2 separate regions of the Danio rerio genome follow, and region 2 is linked to region 1. The links are chromatin contacts, called in public Hi-C maps. All regions are on one chromosome and are shown on one strand. Each heading gives the region's core, a stretch centred on a gene start, on an enhancer-like site or on the middle of the called end of the contact. The rest is flanking DNA. Distances are from core to core; before and after follow the strand shown.

Region 1 (3,770 bases), core at 68-2,567:
TGTGCAGCAGTAGTTATACCATGTGAGAGTTGCAGAGAGCTATAGTTGCCGGCTAATTTGAGATCCAAAAAGTAGGTGTTAAGAATGAGTCTAATACATTTGTGAGAGAATACAATTCTTGGGGAAATGTAAATATTTAAATAATATGAATGAAGCAAAAACCCTGGTTAATGTAATGCATTTAAGGAAAGAATGCAAACTTTCTTGAGAGAAAGCAGTATTTTTGTTAAGGGAACATTTTTGGGGGTAAATACAAAAGATTTATAGGCATATTCTGAGTTTCTTGGGAACACAATACATTTGAGAACAGAGCAATTTTTCTAAAGGGAAAACTAATTTAATTGAAGAATGCAATAAAATACTAGCTAGCAAACCTTGTTCTGGAAACAGTACTTTTGGGAGAGACTGCAAACTTTCCCCATGCAGGGTACACACAATTTATTTGGGGATTACAATGTTTTGTTACTTTCTAAAGGAAACACCTCTTGCTAGGAAGAAATAAACAAAAGCAAAAATCCGAGTTGGAAGCAAAATGGTTAAACATTCTGGGTGAAATGCATTTTTTTTTTTTTTTTTGAGGAAATATATATATTTTTTTCAAGTAAATGCAAAGTTTCTTTTAAGAATGCAGTGCTTTTGAGATAGGAACAAAAACTTTCTAGAAGGAACAAAAATACTTTTGCAAAATGAATGCAAAGTTTTTTTGGAAAGCACAATATTAAATATTTCTTCTGAACGAAACACATTTTAAAAGTCTGTTAGGTTTTTCTGACTTTACTTCATACCATATAAACACTTTTAATTAAAACGGAAGTTCACATCTTGGAAAATATTTTTTTTTTCTACAATGCATTGATACAGTATTATCCATACGTTATAATGCCTAAATACTTCTGATTTTTTTTTCACTCACCTCCTGTGTCTCAGGTATGAGAAACAACTGATAATTCCTGCCACAGCCAGGATGAACAGAGCTACTGCAGACAGGGTGATGTTGAACATCTTTACTTCTGTGTGAAGAAAGTGAGAATCCTGTGATTTATGGATGAAATTGTGCATAAATAGTGCAAGAGCACATTTATAATCGCTATTATTTTATTTTATTTAATCCACATACAATATTAATTTAAACAGACAGCACAAACACCTTAATGTAAAGTAAATGATAAATCAAAATGGCACTTTTTCTCACCATAGAGAGTAGCTTGTGTTTCTGTGTTGTCTGTCTCGAATGATGCCGTCCCGTTAGGAGATGGAGTGATCCCCGTTAGACTCATGTTGTCAATACCATAGGCCAAAAGTGAGCAACAAACTGCTCAGACTAGTAAGAGACAGCCAGAATACTCATTAGTATGAGCCCATGTGACTCAAATGGACTTGTTTCCATGGTAAATGTGCTACCTCACCACCCCGGTGGCCCCCTAACTTCATTCAGCTGACAGTTTGGGGTCTTTAAAGATCCAGGCCACATTCACAACCAAAACAGTGAAACGTTTTTGTGTCAAAGAATCCAGAAAACAAGATTCACTTGGAAACTTGGTGTAAGTATTTGTGCAAAATAAACTCGTTGCATCTCTTTTTGCGAAGCCTGTTGCAGTCTGATTGGAAAAACACAAAGTCTGTGTTCATTAGTGTTCATGCTTCATTTCATCTGGGACTTTAAAAACAATATTACGCAATTATCTCTGGCTCTCTACATGAGAATGCTTGGAAATAATCCCCTGATGCTCACATATATCCCACATTGTTTACAATTATGTTAGATATTATTTTTGAACAGCCTTCAAAGTTCTTTTCTGAAATAGTTATTTTTTCTATTATTAGACGACCCCAGTGTTCTTTCTATTTATAGGATGAGCAGATTTTTGAAGAGCCTTCAGATGTAAACATCAACTTGGCAACACATTTGTATTTTTAAGACACTGGGAATAGCTAAATCCCGGCTCAAATGGGTCATAATTATCAGTGTCTTAGTATGATGACATACTATGAACCAATCTAATGTCCGCCGCTTATAATAATATAAATATAACCTCTATTCAGGGCGAAGCAGTGGTACAGTAGGTAGTGCTGTCGCCTCACAGCAAGAAGGTCGTTGGGTCGCTGGTTCGAGCCTTGGCGCGTGGGTTTCCTCCGGGTGCTCTGGTTTCCCCCACAGTCCAAAGACATGCAGTACAGGAGAATTGGGTAGGCTCAATTGTCCGTGGTGTATGAGTACAGTATGTGTGTGGATGTTTCCCAGAGATGGGTTGTGGCTGGAAGGGCATTTGCTGCGTAAAAACTTGCTGGATAATTTGGCGGTTCATTCCGCTGTGGCGACCCTTAATAAAGGGACTAAGCTGACTAGAAAATGAATGAATGAATGAATGAATGAATAACTTCTATTCAATGTTCTCTGACTATAACTCATGCTAAATGTAGCCTACTGGCAACCTAAAATGGTTTTTAGACTTATCATGGAAACTACTTGGAAAATGGCAGAAAACATATTTTCGAAGGTCTGCTTGCACAAAATATAACTAATTAGGGACTTTTACCAGTAAACTGATAAAGTTATTTGTCTGTCATCAGTTTGACTTTGTACATTTTATTTAATGTATTACAGAAACCAACCGCTAGATGTCAGTGTTGGCGATCAAGTCAGGCCGTCAAACCATTCTAAGGAGCAAACTTTAAAAACAACGTTTTAGGCTACATAACAATTATAACATAGTATAGACACATACAATATATATTCTGGTATAACTGAGTCAAACGTTATCATTTTTAAATGAAATACTAAATTTGGATGTTTGCTTAGACATTCTTTTTGTTTTTAAAATGATTATTAGTTTTTTTTTTAGTGATTTACGCTAAATAAACAATTGGTCAAGTAACACTAGCCTAAATATTTGGAAAACGAGTAAACTGCTCTTCTGTTTGTGTATTTTAACTCAACGACGAGTTTCCCGCGAGGTCTCCTGAAGAGCCAAAGAGAAAACGATAGACTCAAATTCCTGAACCCTTCAGGTTTCATCGGTAACCCAAACCTTCAGCAGGTGTTTATGAGCGGGAACCGTCTGGAAAGTCTTCCTGCTGGCATCTTCCTTCAACAGAAAGAGCTTGTTTTTCTCGACCCTAGAAACAACACTGAATTTGCCCTCAGGTATGTTGGGTGGACGTTTGTATGCGTTGTTGTCTGGTAATCCATGGCACTGCGACTCTGCTTTTGGCGTAACTTATCTATGGCATTGGCTGCGTTTGCACGGAAAGAGAATTTTTCATGACGATAAAATTATTTGTCAAACACCTGAACACATAAAGAGCAAGAAACATTTCTGAAATTGCTGCCACAGAGCTTGGGATCAAGGAGAACACTAACTTAGTCTATAAGGGAATAATGATTATTAGTGGTTTCACAAAGGGCAGCCCAGGTCTAGGCCTTGTTTAATTATTTAAGCATATTTAATAGACATTATTTAGAAAAAAAAAAAAAAAAAACATTATCTTTGTGCATCTTGAGAGAAATCTATAAAACTGATGTAGGCTATTTTAAGATATCTCTCAGCAAATTTTAATTTAGACAACTCAAGCATGCACTTTAGTCTTGAACAAGCCTAAAGCTTTGTAAGTGAAACCTGGGGCAAATATTAGATCAGTTTCTACAATATAACAAGTAAAAAAAAAAAAAAAGATTAAACATGTAAATAAAAAATAAAAAATGTTTGAATTATTACAGAAAACATCTATTGTGTATATTTAGAACAAAATCAGCTAAATCATTTTGTTAG
Region 2 (3,993 bases), core at 1,308-3,807, 240 kb after region 1:
GGCTTATGGAGTACAGCATGACTCCAGCAAACAAGGCAATGCCTATTGAGCGATTTAAGACCAACACTGATGCCTGGCCCTGCAGGTGGAGGTAATACACAGTGGGCAGCAGGACAACAGTGATGCCCGTCTGTAAGAGTTTGAGTCTTGAAAGAGCCCGCAGGCCCCTGATTAGTGGAAATGCATAGATTAGACTGTATTTTCTTGAGGCAAGGTCAGAGGAGAATGAGGCCGGGTGAATCCGCGTGGTGTGTGTGGATGTGTTGGGCATCTGTTTACCCATGTGTGCCAGGCCGTTGTTGATGTTGTATTGCATGCGAGCACTTGAAATAAGTCCTGAAGGATGGCATCGAAAGCCATATTGAGGGAAATGACGGGAAAGGTGGATTAATCTTGTTGACATCATCATCTGAGGAGACAGTAAGCATCACAACAGTAGTTATTATTAATGTTAATTATTAAAACAACACAAAATATTTTGATAATGTAACCATCATGACTATTGACTATTTGACCTTGTTTATTATGTTGATAAAAACAGTGCTTGACAAAGGCAGTTGTTGTGTTGGCTCAGATTATGCGTTCCAGCTTCTTATATGCGATAATCATAGAAAATACATAAGCATAATTAAATAACGCGCATTATTATTAAATATTATTTCAGTTTTGAATGAACTCACCATGTCCATACAAGTTCAGTGCATCGCGCACTTCTTCTGTGAAGCTGGACATGAGTTATATTATGTATCGTTTCAAAATAAAAGTCCTTAAATCAACGCTTGTCAAAATCGTTTTTGAAACAAGTTGTTAAAAATATTTTAGAGACATGGAATCTACGTGCACTTTTTGTGAATTAGAGAAGGAATCGATAAAACACCTGTTTGTTGAATGCACATATACCCAAATATTTTGGTTTGATGTTGAACATTTTATATTTAAACTTACTAAATTAAAAATTCAGTTTTCTTGTAAAAATATTTTTTGATATTCAATAATAACAACTAAACCTTGGAGCAAAATTTGTTTATTAATTTAATGATAATATATGGGAAGTACCATGTACACAAACAAAACTGATCCAATGATAAGCCTAATATTTATTTGTTTAAAACTTATCTTATGCATATTGAAACCCTACAAGACATAACAAATAAAAAAGCTATAAGAATGTGTGCAATTCTGAAATAATTTTTCTTATGCAATTTTTTGTAATTTATATATCCCTTATATATTTATATATACATATATCCCGTAATTTTATTTATTTTTTATTATTATTATTTACTGATTTGTTCCTTTGATGTGAAAAAGTAAGCATTTTATTTCTCATTTTGCATGACATTTTCCTTGTTATTAATTATTCGGTGTCATTAATATTTAATTAAAGTGAAAATAAAAACAATTAATAAGCATTTATATATTATTATTCGACACGTTATTTCTAATTTTGGCAAAAATTTTAGCATTAAAAAACAATTGATTGTTTCAGTACCATAAAAGTGTCGTGGGTAACATCAAGGGTGCGAATTACAGGGGGGTTGGAGGGTGGGGGGATTGACCCCTCATTAACACTTCTTTGTCCCCCCTGAAGGACATTAAAACAAGATGAATAGGGGGGGTCAGCTCTTTAATAGCTCTTTAATTAAATATTGAAAATAAAAAATTTATAACATAATAAATATACCCTTATAATGGTTCATACCATGTGTGAAAATATAATCGCCCCAATCAATACTAAGAAAAAATATCATTCAACAACAGTCTGAAACTGGCACCGATAGACATCTCAAGTTTTCACAAAACACTTCTTGTAAAATAGTTGTATTTTGACCTTCAGCAACTTCTAAAAAATCACTAAATATCAATACACTGAAAGCGTATACATTTTAATAATAAATGAGGTGTAATTTTAGTACATTAATACATTTGATTCACTGAAGAATGTATTACCAAACTACTATCAAAAAAGTTGACCCATTCGTTCGTCAATGTATAATTCGCACGCTGGTAACATCAATGTTTAAAGTAATTTGTTAAAAAAAAATACCGATAAATTAATTTTAAAATCTAAATTTGAGCACAACTACCCTAAGCGATGTGAAGCTGGACTTGATAGAAAGTCTAGCATACTCCAAAATAAAAGTACTTCCGTTGCCATGACTAAAATTCAGTTAAATAAACACATCAAATGATAAATATTTCCCGCAATTGAAACCGGTAATAATGATTCTATTTTTAGTTTTTATCTCATTTCATAATTGTTTTTAATAAATCGGACAGTTTTTTCGCTCAAAAGTCCTTCATGGAGTCGCAGGACTTTCATTTTTGTTACATTGCAGAAAGTGTCCATCAAAGCATCGCGTCTAATACTTGTATTTTATATTGTACTTTAATTGTTCCTCAAGTAGACAAAATAAGTTATTCGCATGGTATGACACTGTGTGGGATATATTTAATTAACACTCTCAATTGTGATGAAGTCAGCAAGTCGATCGGGTCACGGGAGCAATTTCGCAATGTGTTCGTTATGTCATTAATACACTTTAATGGCAGTTCATTCATGCAAGCGATATGTTGACAGACAGACGTGTGGCAATGAATGAGCCAAGACCGAACACGACAGTTTGAGGACACTCGCAATGCGGATTTCATCTGACAGCTTCGAGAGCAGCGCAGATCCTGCGTGTTGACTGATTTGTTGCAGAAATAGCTCTTGTTTTGGGTTTGTAGGATCATTTCCTCATCATGCTTCAGTTGGGAGATGGACTCGTACTGTTTTCTACTGTTTTCGTCGTGGTTCTGGTGGGAACTAGGAGCGCTGTGTGGCCCACGGTGCTCGCGGCCTCTCTCTACCTGTTTCTGGTGATGTTTCGGTTCCCTCAGGTTCCCTCCAGCCGGACCAGACAGGTGCTGCAGCCCGGCTCCAGAGTGCCTGCGGGCGGCGTGTCGGCGGTGGCTCACCGCGGTGGAGGACACGACGCCCCAGAGAACACTATAGCTGCTATAAGAGCGGTGAGCACATCAGTGTGTTTCTGATTAATATTAATGCATATAATGCATTTACAGACAATACATGACGCTAATATGCCAAACAAAAAAGTGTCACATAATTTAATGACAGAGGTGGAGAGATATTTTGTATTGAGTGTATTTAGTCCAAATTGGTACAGTTGTTAAACCCTTGCATATATGGGTCTAAGCAGGGCAGGGGTGCCCAAACTTTTTCTTATGAAGGGACAAAAACCAAACTTGATTGAGGCTAGTGGGTCGAAGAAGGTAAATAAAGATGAGGTCATTTAAAATGGGTAATTTGCTAATTTATCTAATAGTTTAAAAATGGCTATAAAACATATCTTTGTATTATTACAAATTATTATTACATATATTATTACAGTATATTTTTACATTTTAAAATAAATATATTATAGTAAAAACAAAATCTAATGTATAACAAAATTACACTAGTTTTTGTCTTGCCGATGTGTTCTGCATAGTCTTCTATCCATCAAGTGACAGCATTTCCATTTTATAAAATCAGATTCATTTACAACATTCAATTGAAACATTTAATTTTAGTTTGCTTTTTTTGTCGCTCAGCAGTAAAACAAATAAAAAAGATTACACCAAATTACATGCGAGTGTAGTTAACTCAGAATTGACTGAAAGTTAATTCTACTCATTTGAAAAGAGTTTTGAACTCAGTTTTGAAGGCAACGAGTCAATTAAAAACCTCACAGAACTCATTAGGATTAGTTTTTGAACCATAATGGTTTGTTGCAATAGGTTTCTTCAAATGGTTTGAGGTACCTTAACTTTTTGGGTTTCACAGTGTAGAAATGACAATCTCTATGTTAAAGGCATTCGCCCTAACTATTTCGATCATACTCTCCTCTCAGATGGGATGGTGGGCCAAATAAAAAGTTACAATGGGCCAGCTATAGTTCCACGGGCCCTACTTTGAGAATCTCTGGTCTAAAGGAAAGCGACTGACTT

What was found. A called contact is a pair of places that touch in the nucleus more often than the background predicts.
Region 2: a contact with region 1 is called in a Hi-C map of embryo, with 3 times the contacts expected there. The contact joins the promoter of gde1 here to the promoter of si:dkey-246e1.3 in region 1. A contact is called at or near these places in 1 of 18 Hi-C or Micro-C datasets (embryo) and 1 of 4 datasets of contacts at active chromatin or transcription factors (embryo).

The regions. Positions count from the first base shown.
Region 1 is chr22:27,808,967-27,812,736 of GRCz12tu, reverse strand. si:dkey-246e1.3 reads right to left here and starts at 1,317. Exons shown (of 3, transcript XM_701337.9): 1 at 1,193-1,317; 2 at 914-1,010. The coding sequence starts at 1,277. LOC141380292 (rho-associated protein kinase 1-like) reads left to right here and starts at 2,701. Exons shown (of 3, transcript XM_073937750.1): 1 at 2,701-3,145.
Region 2 is chr22:27,566,209-27,570,201 of GRCz12tu, reverse strand. It overlaps gde1 (glycerophosphodiester phosphodiesterase 1), which reads left to right and starts at 2,557. Exons shown (of 6, transcript NM_200243.1): 1 at 2,557-3,012. The coding sequence starts at 2,746. It overlaps tmem186 (transmembrane protein 186), which reads right to left and starts at 712. Exons shown (of 2, transcript NM_001135984.1): 1 at 681-712; 2 at 1-409. The coding sequence starts at 689.